2 separate regions of the Mus musculus genome follow, and region 1 is linked to region 2. The links are chromatin contacts, called in public promoter capture Hi-C maps. All regions are on one chromosome and are shown on one strand. Each heading gives the region's core, a stretch centred on a gene start, on an enhancer-like site or on the middle of the called end of the contact. The rest is flanking DNA. Distances are from core to core; before and after follow the strand shown. Region 1 overlaps Gm39488 (a long non-coding RNA gene). Region 2 holds the start of Tfe3 (transcription factor E3).

Region 1 (6,792 bases), core at 219-2,718, 230 kb after region 2:
CAGAGGGCTAGGATTAAACCTATGCACCACCATGCTGGCTTGATTTTTGTTGTTGTTGTGGTTTAGTTTGGTTTTTAACAAAAGAGGAAAATGACAATTCTAGACGGAGAGAGCCTCTATCTTCATCCCCTGTTTAAAAGAATTACCTTTCTCCGTGTTGCCTTTAGGATGAGCAAGGCTCTTTATATGTGATGTCAACTTCAATTCCTGGGATGGTGCGATGCTCCAGCCCCATTATTGCGTTGCAGATCATCTCACCATGAGGCCACGAGGGGCCTTTGGTTCAGGTTGCCCTGTGGTTGCACCTGACTGGAAAGGTCAGGGCATTCCCATTGCTAATAACCCTCCATGGAACAAAAGGTGCACTGATTGGGCCTCAGAGACTGTAGGCAATTTCTAAGCTTTAGTGAAGGCTTTTTGGTGGGATAACTTTGAGACACACATAGATTAAGGAAGATAAAGCCGGGAATGTTTTAGCCAACCTTTTATCTTGGTTAGCTTCCTCTGTCTTGCCTTTATTAGTAAATACTCTAAAGAGTTCATTAACCAGGCTTCCTCTAGAAGTTTAATGCCCTGTCCTAATTTGTAATTTTCTTCTGATGTTTGCAGCCTGTTGTTAGGCAGTAGAATCCACAGTAACGAGGCCTTTCTTGTCTGCTGAGTTGGGGTCTATATTGGTGTCTTTTTAAAGCTTCATCCGTATGCCTAAACTAGGAGGAGATTGTACCCTTCTTTTTCCTGAGTGATTTCTTGGGCTTTGCATTACTTCTTTGGAATGTTTCCAGGGCCTGACATGGTTATAGTCTTCGTAACTTTGCTAGTGTACAATGCATTATCATACAGAAGAATGCTATAAAGTCCAGGAATGAGCGCGTCCTCGAACATGAGCTCTCTTGTCTCATGTAACTGTAAAGAGAATCCGACACAACAGGCTGTGGGTAGCTTATTAGATGAAGGGATGGGCCTTCAGGAACCAATGTGAGCTCTAATGTGCAAGAAATCCAGCTCCTAACACAGCAAAGTGTGTCCTAGAAAGACAAGGGAGGGGAGAGCATTCTCCAGGCTGTGTAGCCAGAGGCAGCAAGGGGAGCAACTGGAGTTCTTTCTCACCTGGGTTGCCTGAGAAGGGGATCACAGGAAAAAAACCCAGAGGGTGCATAATGAAGCCCAGTCATCCAGGAGACTTCTAAAAACCCCTTCCACATGGCAGGACGCATGAATCACTTGTTTGCCATGATTTTCACCCAGGATGGCCTGGCCTCTCAAGGACCTTCTGGGCCTCTCAACTTGACCGTGGTGTAGCTATGGAGACTTCATGGTCTATTTGTCGCCCAGATTGCGAGGAGGGGCAAAGTCCTGTTTCCCCAATGTGAACTGTCACTAGAGGCTAGTTAGAGAAGGGAGAGACATGGGAGAAGGGAGAGGGATGAGCAGAAAGGAGAGGGCAGGTGACAGCTCAGTCCTCAGCAGAAGAAAAGGCCCCGGGCAGCTGGCTGTGGATGGTGTCTCACAACCCATGGCAACTGCTGAGGCACAACACTCATTTAACACTTCGATCTTCCAACTTAAAGACAGTAGAAATGAAATAAAGCCAGACAGGAAGAAGGAGCAAGCAGAGAACGGAGAGCATGTGAACTGCAGGGAAGGAGGCGGGCTCAGGGAGACAGGAGGGAGGAGCTAAGAGAGGAGTGAGTGCTAAGAGATACCAGGCCAGTTTCACACAGGACCATCAGTGATCAGCCCACTGGTTTCTTTTTTTAAGAATTGTTATTATCAGGGTTTTTGTTTGTTTGTTTGTTTGTTTGTTTGTTTTGTTTTTCCAAGACAGGGCTACTCTGTATAACACCCCCTGGCTGACCTGGAACTCATTCTGTAAACCAGGCTGGCCTTGAGCTCAGAGTTCCTCTTGCCTCTGTCTCCTGAATGGGGGTGGGGTGGGGGTGGGGCTTAAAGGCCTGAGCCACCACCACCACCCAGCTCGGCTTTTTTAATGTGTCTGAGTGCTTTGGCTGGGTGCCATGGAGGCCAGAAGAGAGTGTCGGATCCCTGGAACTGGAGTTAAGGATGGTTGGGAGCCACTATGTAGATGCTGGGAACTGAACCAGAGACTTCCGCACAAATAGTGCTCTGAAGGCTGGGCTCTCTTGCTCCTCCCTCCATCGCTTTACTGTCACTTTACTGAATGTGCCAGGCCTCAAGAGGCAGAGGTGGCCCACAGTAGTTAGGGAAATGCATGCAGGCTGTGCAGGCATGGTGGTGCGAGCCTTTAATCTCAGAACTCTACATTGCAGACACAGGCAGATATCTGCAAGTTACAGATAAGACTTGGCTCCAAGGTTCGTTCGTTCCAGGACAGGCAGGGCCACACAGAGAAGACCCTGTCTTTAAAAAGTGTGTGAAAGTTAACGTGCGGGTGGACAGTGTGGCTGCTGGAGGGAAGACTCCGCCACTAAGAGGCACTTACTGCTCTTATAGAGGACCTGACTTTAGTTCCCAGCACCCACATAAGGTGGCCTGTCACTCCAGTTCCAGGGAATCGACCTCAACCTCTCTTGTCTGGCCTCAGTGGACACACACACACACACACACACACACACACACACACACGGTGGTTTGAATAACAATGGCCCAGCCAGGCAGTGGTGGTGCACACCTTTAATCCCAGTACTCAGGAGGCAGAGGCAGGCTGATTCCTGAATTCAGGCCAGCCTGGTCTACCTACAGTTTGAGTTCTAGGACAGCCAGGGCTATACAGAGAAACCCTGTCTTGAAAACTAAAAAAAAAAAAAAAAAAAAAAAAAAAGAATGGCCCATAGGCTCATCTATTTGAATACTTAGCCATCAAGGGGTAGGGCACTATTTGAGAAGGATTAGGAGGAGTAGCCTTGTTGGAGGACCTGTGTCAACTGGGGCTGGGCTGGGCTTTGAAGCTTCAAAAGCTCATGTGTCTCTTTTTGCCTTATGGATCAGGATATCAAGGTCTCAGATAGTGCCCCAACTCCTGTCTGCCTTCTGCTATGCTTCCACAATGATAATGGACTCAGCCTCTGAAACTATAGGCAGGCCCCTGATTAAATACTTTCTTTTATAATTGTCTTGGTCATTATCTTAGGGTTTCATTGCTGTGATCAGACACCATGACCAAGGCAACTCTTATAGTGACAACATTTAATTGGGACTGCCTTACAGGTTCAGAGGTTCAGTCCATTATCATCATGGTGGGAGCATGACAGCTTCCAGGCAGGCATGGTGCAGGAGGAGCTGAGAGTTCTACATCTTCATCTGAAGGCTGCTAAGAGAATACTGGCTTCCAGGCAGCTAGGATGAGGGTCTTAAGCCAACTCCCACAGTGACACATCTACTCCAACAAGGCTACACCTTCTAATAATGTCATTCCCTGGGCCAAGCATACTCAAACCATCATGGTCATGGTGTCTCTTCATAGCAGTAGGACAGTAACCAAGACTGTGTGTGTGTGTCTGTCTGTCTGTCTGTCTGTCTGTCTCTGTGTGTCTGTGTGTAGTGTGTGTGGTAAGTCTGTACATTTTCATGTGAGTATGGGCACATATATATGTATGTAAAATTCAAAAGACAGCCCCCATGTGAATCCTTGCCTTCTACCTTGTTCAAGACAGGCTGTTGTGTATGCTAGGTTAGCCTAGGCATGAGCTTGTGACCGTCTTGCTGCGGGAACACTGGGACTACAGATCCCTGCTACCATGCTTGGCTTTCTGTGCTCTCTGGGGATTTGAACCTAGGCCCTCATGCTTGTGCAGGAGGTGTTTAACTATCTCCCTAGCCCCTGTTTGGAGAAGTTCTTTTTCTTTAGTTTTGCAATTTAGAAATCTTTTGGCAAGGAGTCGGGGGGGGGCAGTTAGAGAGATAGCTCAGCAGTTAAAAGTGCTGACTGCTCTTCCAGAGGACCTGAGTTTAATTCCCAGCATCCACATGGCAGCTCACAACTGTCATAACTTCAGGTTCAGGGCTTCTGACACCCTCACACAGACATACAAGCAGGCAAAACACCAATGCACATAAAAAAAATAAGTTATTTATTTTAAAAAGCATCTTTTTTAGTTATTTTATTGGTCTTTCTATCCTGCCTGGGGTAAAATGAAATCACAAAATTATTTTTATTTGTATTTCTCTACTCACCAGAGATGATGAACATTTTTTGTGATGTTTCTTAGATATTTTTAATTCTTTTGAGAATTTTGTTTAGATCCAAAGCCTGTTTTTTGAATGGGTCATCTATTTTGTTTTGTTTTCTTTTTGATTCCTTGGTTTTTTTTTTTTTATTTTGTTGGGTTTTTTTTAGTTCTTTATATATCTTGGATATTAATTTTCTGTTAGATGGCAAAGATTCTCTCCCATTATGTGGGCTTCCTCTTCATCTGGTTATTTCTTTAGCTGTGTAGAAGTTTTTGAGGTTCCACTTGTCCATAATTCTTGGGCAAATGGCATCATATTGAGAAGGTCCTACACCTGTATTGTACAATATACTGTGGGGAGGGTACTGTTGTCTTCTAGCAGTCTCAGGGTTTTTTTGTTTTGTTTTGTTTTTCCTGGAACTCACTTTGTGGACCAGGCTGGCCTCGAACTCAGAAATCTGCCTGCCTCTGCCTCCTGAGTGCTGGGATTAAAAGGCATGCGCCACCACACCCAGCTTCAGTCTCAGGTTTTACATGTAGGTTTTTGAGGCACATGGAGTTAGGTTTTTGGTGTTTTGTTTGTTTTTTGTTTGTTTGTTTGTTTTTGGTTTTTTTCTGAGACAGGGTTTCTCTGTATAGCCCTGGCTGTCCTGGAGCTCACTTTGTAGACCAGGCTGGCCTGGAACTCAAATTCTCCTGCCTCTGCCTCTGCCTCCCGAGTGCTGGGATTAAAGGTGTGCACCACCATGCCCGGCTGGAGTTAGGTTTTTTACAGAATGATAGATATGGACTCTAATTTCATTCTTCTACTGATGGACACCCTATATTTTTTATCACAGCATTATTTGTTGAAGATGCTGTCTTTTAATCAATGTATGGTTTTGACATGTTGAAGATGCTGTTTTTACTCCAATGTATGTTTTTCATATATTTATGAAATATTAGATGGCTACAATTACACATAGTCATGTTTGTATCTATTGTGTTCCATTGGCCTACATGTCTGTTTTTTGCCAGTACCACATTGTTTTCATTGCTATGGCTCTGTTAACATGTCTTGATCTGAAGTGGTAATATATTCTCCCAGCACATTTCTCTTTGCTCTCAATTATTTTGGCTATTTGAAGTCTTGTGATTCCAGATGAACTTTAAGGTTTTTTTTCCTATTTCTATGAAGAATGAGATGAAGATTCGGATTGGGATTGTAATAAATCTATAAATGCTTTTGATAGGATGGTTATTTTCACAATATTAATTGTTCCAATCCATGAACATGGGATGTCTTTGCATTTTCTAGTGTCTTTGTCTCGATTTTCTGAGGTATGTTTTCATTGTGGAGCTCCTTCACTTCCTTGTTTAGATTTAATCCTAGATATTTGATTTTCTCTGAGACTGTTATGAATGGGAGTTTATACATGATCTTTTTTCTCTGTAGGTTTGTTGTTTAGATGTAGAAAGCTATTGATTTGTGTGAGCTGATTTTGTACACTGCTAATTGCTGAAATTGTTGATTGTTTCTGGAAGTTTTATGGTAGGATTTTTTGGTTCCCTTATATATAATACTGTGTCATCTGTAAATAGGGACACTCTGACTTCTTTCCCCTTGTCTTATTTATCCAGCTCACATTTCTTTTTAAAATTTATTATTATTATTATTTTGGTTTTTTTGAGACAGGGTTGCTCTGTGTAGCCCTGGCTGTCCTGGAACTCACTCTGTAGACCAGGCTGGCCTCGAACTCAGAAATTCGCCTGCCTCTGCTTCCCAAGTGCTGGGATTAAAGGTGTGCACCACCACGCCCGGCTAAAGATTTATTTTTATTTTATTTATATGAATACACTGTTGCTGTCCTCAGACACACCAGAAGAAGGCATCAGATCCCATTAGAGATGGTTGTGAGCCACCATGTGGTTGCTGGGAATTGAACTCAGGACCTCTGGAAGAGCAGTCAGTGCTCTTAGCCACTGAGCAACCTTTCTAGCCCCTAACATGTGTTTCCTATAGGAAACAGATAGACGGATTTTGTTCCTTGATCCATTCAGGAGTCCCTGTTTCTGATTGAAGAATCAAAGCCATTGATATTTAAAGTTATTACGAAATGTGTATGTTGCTTGTGGTCGTCGTAAAGTTGAGTTTTGGTGGTGTTTGTGTTCTCAGTGATATTTTGGGCTTTAATAATTATGGCTTTGTATTTCTTTTTACAATCTCTTTGCTATGCTCATTCTTCCTCTTGGCTCAATAATGCTTACCATATTTTTCTTAGGTTTGATTTGTGGAATATAAATATTTTTAGGCAGTTTATGTTGTGGAAATTGTCTCCAGTTTTGCTTGGGCATATTGTTCTAGGTTAGCCTTTGAGGACTTGAAGTACATTGCTTCAGGCTCTTCTGGCTTTTAGCGTTCCCACTGAGAAATCAGCTATTACTCTAATGATGACTTGTGGTTTTCTCGTTCAGCTTTCAATACACTTTGTTCTGTATGCTTAGTGTTTTAACTATGCTATGCCCTGGAGACTTCTTTGTTCTGATCTTGTCTATTTGGTGTTCTGGGTGCTTTTTAAATGTGTGCAGGTATGTTTTTCCTAAGCTTGGGGAAGTTTTCTTCTATGATCTTGTTGCTCTGGTCGAAAAGAAGACTTGCCCT
Region 2 (6,370 bases), core at 821-3,320:
AACTCCAGTTTCAGGGTACCCAGTGCCCTCTTCTGACCTCCGCAGGCTCTTACATGCATGTGGTACACATACATACAGGCAGGCACACACACACATACCCTAGAAAAATAGATGGATACATAAATATTAAAAAAAAAATACGGACTGGAGAGGTGGCTCGGCAGTTAAGGGCACTGATTGCTCTTCCAGAGGTCCTGAGTTCAAATCCCAGCAACCACATGGTGGCTCACAACCATCTGTAATGGGACCCGATGCCTTCTTCTCAGGTATCTGAAGACAGCTGCAGTGTACTCATATAAATAAAATAAATAAATAAATCTTAAAAAAAATAGTAGCCTGGAGTAGTGTTGGGGGTGGATGGCCTTCAATCCCTTCTCTGGGGGTTGGGGGTTTAGAAGAGGGGAGATTTCTGAGAAATCAAGGCCAATGTGGTTTTCTGTAGTGAGTTCCAGGCCAGCGGGAACTACAAAAGTAGCTCCTGTCTTGAAGCCTTCAAAAGTAACTTAAAACTATAACCTTTCTTCTGTAAAGGGTCCCCATTGTGAGGTGGTCATGTCTGTGCAGAAATGTGCATATTTACAAAGCCAAGGGAGTGAGATTAGCTCTAGTGCAAGCCCAGTGAGCATCCTTGCTTTTATTTATTTATTTATTTATTTATTTATTTATTTATTTATTTATTTATTCTATGTAAGTACACCATAGCTGTCTTCAGACACCCCAGAAGAGGGAGTCAGATCTCACTACGGATGGTTGTAAGCCACCATGTGGTTGCTGGGATTTGAACTCAGGACCTTCGGAAGAGCAGTCGGGTGCTCTTACCCGCTGAGCCATCTCATCAGCCTGCATCCTTGCTTTTTCTTCCAGGAGTACTCGTATCTCAGACCATTCTGCAACTCACTGTGTAGCTAAGGATGATCTGGACCAACAAATTCTCTGCTGTTCATGTCCCTCCTCCTGTGATGACAGAGTTGTCCCACCATACTCCCACACCCGCTGTCATAAATTTTCTCCTGCTCCAACTGATGGTCTCAGGATGCTGGGAAGTAGGATGGGAGAAGTGGTGGGCTCTGGTGTTTTATGAACTACGTGTACCTGTTGGTGTCAGTGGAACTTCTGTGTCTGCGTCACCCTGCATTTATCTGCCGCACACAGGCTCCTCCTAAATGATTGATCAAGCAAACAAGTGAGCAAATCGATTAAGGTTGGGAAATTTCTTGTATGCAAAACAGCTTGCCTGCCTTTTTCCTTATTTATATATCTCTTATCCTCATAACTTTGCCAACACAGTTTATGGCCCCATTTGCCAGGGCAGGAACGTGGAGGCGCAGAGTGGAGCAGGTCTTCTGCATTATTCAAATAGTTCATTTTGATTATAGAAGTCATTCTCTGGAAACCAGATCTAATTACCATCCGTCCACTCATTCATCCATCTGTCAAAAGCTTCATTGACCGTCTATTGCGTAGTACAACGATCATAGTACAACAAATACTTTAGATAACAACAAAAAAGGCTGAGCTCTTTCTGGAAGACCAGCTCCGTGGCTGGACTGTGGGTACCAAAAGGGCAGGGTTTCAGCACCACCTTTAAGGAATGTCGGTGCCTCACTCAAAGTGGCTTGAGAAGACATGGGTACCAAGAAGTTGGGGTGCGGGCTGGGAAGATCCAGGGCTAAGAGCCGGCATGGTTCCGCTAAAAAAAAAAAAAAAAAAAAAAAAAAACCTTGGCATGGAGACTTTCCACGCAGGTGCAGAAAACCCAAGACTCAGCTTAATATCTTGCTGGGGATGGGGATTGGGGCTGGGGGGCATGAGGATGGTGTGGATAATTTGAGGGAGGGGGTGTGGCTCAGGAAGCTACGTAAAAATGAAGGCGTGGCTCAACCAAATCACTCCTCTCCTATTTGCTTCCGCCTCCCGGGGCGTGGCCTAAAGGCCCTTTTCCGAAGGGCGGGCCGAAGCCGGTGTTCCCTACCGCTCGAAGTCGTGGCTTAGGGCGGGCTCTCCAATCTCCCGGCTGCAACTGGCTGCCTTGCTCAGGAGGTATGGCCCAACCAGACTTCCATCCCCAGTGTGGTCACTTCCTGTGGAGTTTCCCCAGCCCAAGGAGGAGGGGGAAGAGGACGAGAGGGAGGCGAGCGGTCGTTCGGGGTTAGGTTGGGGGGTGTCGGTCCGTTCAGGGCGGGTGATGACTCACGGCCCATCCCATCTTCCCGACGCCGCCCGCCCACGCAGTGCTAGCTCCATGGCTTAACGGAGGAGGCAGCGGCAAACAGGGGGAGGGGGACTCTTATTTTGTTAGGGGGACCGGGCCAAGGCCCGACCGGCCTGGCAGGGCTCGCCCGGAGCCGGGCGTCATGTCTCATGCAGCCGAGCCAGCTCGGGACGCCGTAGAGGCCAGCGCGGAGGGCCCTCGAGCCGTGTTCCTGCTATTGGAAGAGCGCAGGCCAGCTGAGTCGGCCCAGCTGCTCAGGTGCGGGGCCACCTCTGGGGCCGGGAGTGACAACTGAGGTTCCCCGGGGACTCATCTCAGGACACGGGGGGTCCTCGACTGGGGTTGGAGACTCTTGGCCTAGGCTTGAAGGACGTCGGAGTGCCCATCTTGGGTGGGCGCCTCAGAAATCTGGTACTGATCTGCTTGGATAGACGCTTACAGGAGTAGTGGGAGTGCGTGAGGAGGGCAGAGTCATATTTGGGGGGGTGTCTTTGCTGGGTCTAGCGGGGCAGATCGTGGAGTATACAGAAACTGGTTTGCTGTAGTTGAACTTGGAAACTGATTAAAAGCTGAATTGGGGATTGTTGACTCGGTCGCGGAGGGATGAATGTGAGGGCATACATACTGTCAGGTGAGGCACTGATTTTAAGGAAATCCTGGGGTTTCCCCCCTCCCCCTTTTAGTGTGTGTGGGGGGAAAATTCAGGGAGGCAGAGGTGTTATTTGGGGCACCTAGTGATTCCCAGTAGCCGGTGCTGTGTTTTTGGGAATAGCACGAGTCTAAAGGAGTTAGGGGGAGGTCTCCGATCTGCCGGGAGTGTGTGTGAATAATTGAGCGAAGCAACTTGCTGGGCCCAATCGGTTCACTGTTGCTACCCCGCTCAGCTGGCGTCTGTACAGAAAGGCCGAGATAGTGGAAACCCCTCTTGTCTTATCCAATGGGTGATAAAATGTGATGCGGCAGGGCACACTGGAAAGATACAGTTCACTTTTTAGGCGTGGGGGGTTGGGGGGAGGCCTAGAGCCTTATATGGAAGCCCAGAGGAGGGTCTTGTTTCTGTTGCCACTCGCCCTAGCCTTGCAGCCAAGCCGGCCCTGCCCACTCCCTACCCACACACCCCCTCTTCCTTTTATTTCGCCCTCCCAGCCGGTCTCTCAGTTCCCGGGTGTAATCTTGAATCAGTCTCTAGAGCTGGAGTGAGTACCGATTGCACCATTCCCGTCTGGGTGGGTCCTCAGTCTCTCCTTTTCGGCTCCTCTCACCTCCATCAGCCTTGCTTTGAAGCTCCAGGCCTTCCTTGTCCATAGCCCTGCCCTCTCCAGCCCCCACCTTTTTCAACTTAACGTGCAGTGGTGTGTGTGAGTATGGGAGGGGGGCTGCCTCCTCTCTGCCTGGGATTGTGCTGAACTCAGCTACTCTCGGAGCTTCCTCTTCCCGACTTCCTGGGTGGCTTTAGAGCCCCATCTGCGCAAGGAGAGGAAGGAAGACCATCGCTGGGGAGGGGAAAGACTTTGTACTGAGCGGAGTCACAAGCTTAGTGGATTCTAAACTTGACTGAATTCAAGGGTGCATATTATTTGGGGATGCGGTGGGTGGAACCCAGGGCTTCGCACTTGCTAGACAAGAGCTGTACCACGGAGCTATCCTCATCTAGTAAGGATGTATATTCACCCTCGTGCGTGTTTTGCCGGGACACTAGGGTCCTTTCTCCCTAACAGGGAGGACTGAGCACAACTATCGTGGATTGCTTATAACAGCCTTGATCATCGCAGTAATGGGCACAGTTGAAAGGAGGGATGGATATTGCTTTGCTGCTCTAGTGCAAGTCCTAGCTCCTATGGGTTTTTTGGTTGGTTTGTTTGTTTGTTTGTTTGTTTTTATGACTTGAGATGCAGGCTCCGTATGTAGGCTAGATTGACCGCAGCCCTCTTCCTTCATGTGAGGTAGGGCTTGTTTTGTGTGCAGGTGGATGCTGTTACTGAAAACGGGTGTGTGTTTTGATCTCTCTACAAAGTAGGAGGAGGAGGAGGTTGGGTAGTTTCTCCTAGTAAGAAAGATGCTCGTCCTGCAAGGCAGCTTGTGCGCTCAGTTTTTTGAAGCTGCTCCCTGGAGGAGTGAGGGGAGCCTTTCCTAGTCCCTTCTTGTATTTGCTGGGAAGGAGCGGCCTAAGAACTCTGCCTGGGGCTGGAAGAACTCATTTGCAAAGTGGTAACTCTTAATGCAAAGTGAACCTGGAAGCCCAGGTCTCTTTGTGATGCATTCAGTTGGTGTTACAATGGAGTGTTGGGCTGATGGGTACCTCTGTTGTGTGCATGTGTACGGACATGGGTTCACTTTCAGCTATGGGCAAAACAGTAGGGGGTGTGGGGGCTGGGAGAACTCTGAATGCAAAGCAGCCGGGAATCCTTATTCAAAGTGAATTGTTATTCTCAAAGTCCTCTTGTGTCGCCCCCCCCCCCCATCCCTGGTTGTTGTGATGGTTCAAGCGAGGGAGTTGGGGTCCCGGCCTTTCTATTGTTCCGACCCTTCAAGGGCCTGTGGGTAGGAAGCAGTATAGGGTAGGGGGAGGCAAAAGATTTGGGACTTGGTCTAGGCAGTGCCCTTCTGGATATGAGCCCGCTTCGCTTCAGTGTCTGGGGAAGGGAGGGTATTTAGAGCTCCCGGCAGTCACTGATCACCACTCCTTCCTCCCTCCCACCCTCAGCCTGAATTCTTTGCTTCCGGAATCCGGGATTGTTGCTGATATCGAGTTAGAAAACATCCTCGATCCTGACAGCTTCTACGAGCTCAAAAGCCAACCCCTATCCCTCCGCTCCAGGTACGACTGTCTGAACTGATCCTGCTCCCAGTCTTTCTCCTTACTCCATGGCCAGGGACCCTCGGAGCCCACCCAAACCCATTCTCCCCTCCTCCGTAGCCTATATTTTCCCCGTGCTGAAATTATAGGCATGGAGGAGGCCAGCAGGTGGACATGTCAGTGCGTCTCTGGCCATGCCTTACCCTTACTAGAATTCACGTACAGATCTCGCAAACCTGACTACTTGGATAGGCGTGGCCTTCCTAAACGCCCGCCCTCCTGTGGGTAGGGCCATGCAGCCCCTGCTCAGCCCTCCTCGTACCTGACAAACCCACCCTCCCGGGCCTCTAGAGCGTCCAGACTAGTGGGTGGAAGCCTAAATGTGCTGAGTCATCGGCCTGGGCTCTGAGAGAGGGGAGGGGACCTGGAAGAGGGGCAGGAAGAGAGGATTGTGAAACCTCCGAGATTTTCTAGACTGACTAGCTCCTGGCAGCAGAGCCCTGGGCAGGGAGGAAATGGAGTCTGGGGCTCCTCTGCAGCCTGATGCCCACTTCCAGGAGCTCCAGATTAGGCTTGGCAACGTTCTGTTTCACAGTGCAGCTTCGGTTCCACCTGAGCTCAGGTTTTTAGTAAGAAAACCTCTTCTTCTCAGAGGCCAGCATCTAGTCACTCCGTGAACCTGCTCAGAGGTTTCACCAATAAGGCCAAAGGCTACAATCTTGTTTCCTCTCGAGGAGTTGGCCAGACTGTGACCTTTGAGTGATGGAACTGTGTCTGGTCCCAGCGTCTCCTGAGGCCCACATCCAGTCCTGGTACCTCTGTCTCCTACCCACACATTATGGTCTCGGAACACCGAGAACAAAGCTGCTTCTGGATATAGTCCAGGACACTGTGACCCTTAAGCTTGGAAAGAGACTTGTAGCTTACCTATGGCCCCATATCTCCCATTCTACAGCCTCCCAATATCACTGCAGGCCACACCGACCACCCCAGCTACACTCTCTGCGTCGTCTTCTGCAGGGGGCTCCCGGACCCCTGCCATGTCATCTTCTTCATCACGGGTCTTGCTGCGTCAGCAGCTTATGAGGGCCCAGGCTCAGGAACAGGAGAGGCGTGAGCGGCGGGAACAGGCAGCGGCCGCTCCCTTCCCCAGCCCTGCGCCCGCCTCACCAGCCATCTCTGTGATTGGCGTGTCTGCTGGTGGCCACACACTGAGTCGTCCACCTCCTGCTCAGGTGCCCAGGGAGGTACTCAAGGTAAGGACAGATCCAGAAGCTCTGGGACCCAGTGACTCAAAGGAGCTAAGAGGTTACCCAGGGTCCTCATGGCTTTTGGACCCAGTGACTCATAGGAGCTAAGAG

The links. Promoter capture Hi-C pulls out the DNA fragments that hold promoters and counts their contacts.
Region 1: a promoter capture Hi-C map of trophoblast stem cells shows a contact between it and region 2, with 2.1 times the contacts expected there. The contact joins the enhancer-like site here to the promoter of Tfe3 in region 2. A contact is called at or near these places in 13 of 39 promoter capture datasets (the 3T3-L1 cell line, 3T3-L1-derived adipocytes, embryonic stem cells and 8 more), 5 of 115 datasets of contacts at active chromatin or transcription factors (embryonic stem cells and epiblast stem cells) and 1 of 9 other capture datasets (liver).

Annotation. Positions count from the first base shown.
Region 1 is chrX:7,991,238-7,998,029 of GRCm38.p6, forward strand. All of the region lies in intron 2 of Gm39488 (a long non-coding RNA gene), which reads left to right. Among named protein-coding and RNA genes, the nearest start is that of Glod5, 24 kb to the right of the region's middle. Within about 2 kb of position 1,469, at least 32 of the 459 cell types and tissues checked have an H3K27ac peak or open chromatin away from gene starts, as enhancers often do. A contact at or near this core is called in fetal liver and trophoblast stem cells, where this site is marked.
Region 2 is chrX:7,760,591-7,766,960 of GRCm38.p6, forward strand. It overlaps Tfe3 (transcription factor E3), which reads left to right and starts at 2,071. Exons shown (of 10, transcript NM_172472.3): 1 at 2,071-2,470; 2 at 4,917-5,030; 3 at 5,965-6,265. The coding sequence starts at 2,355.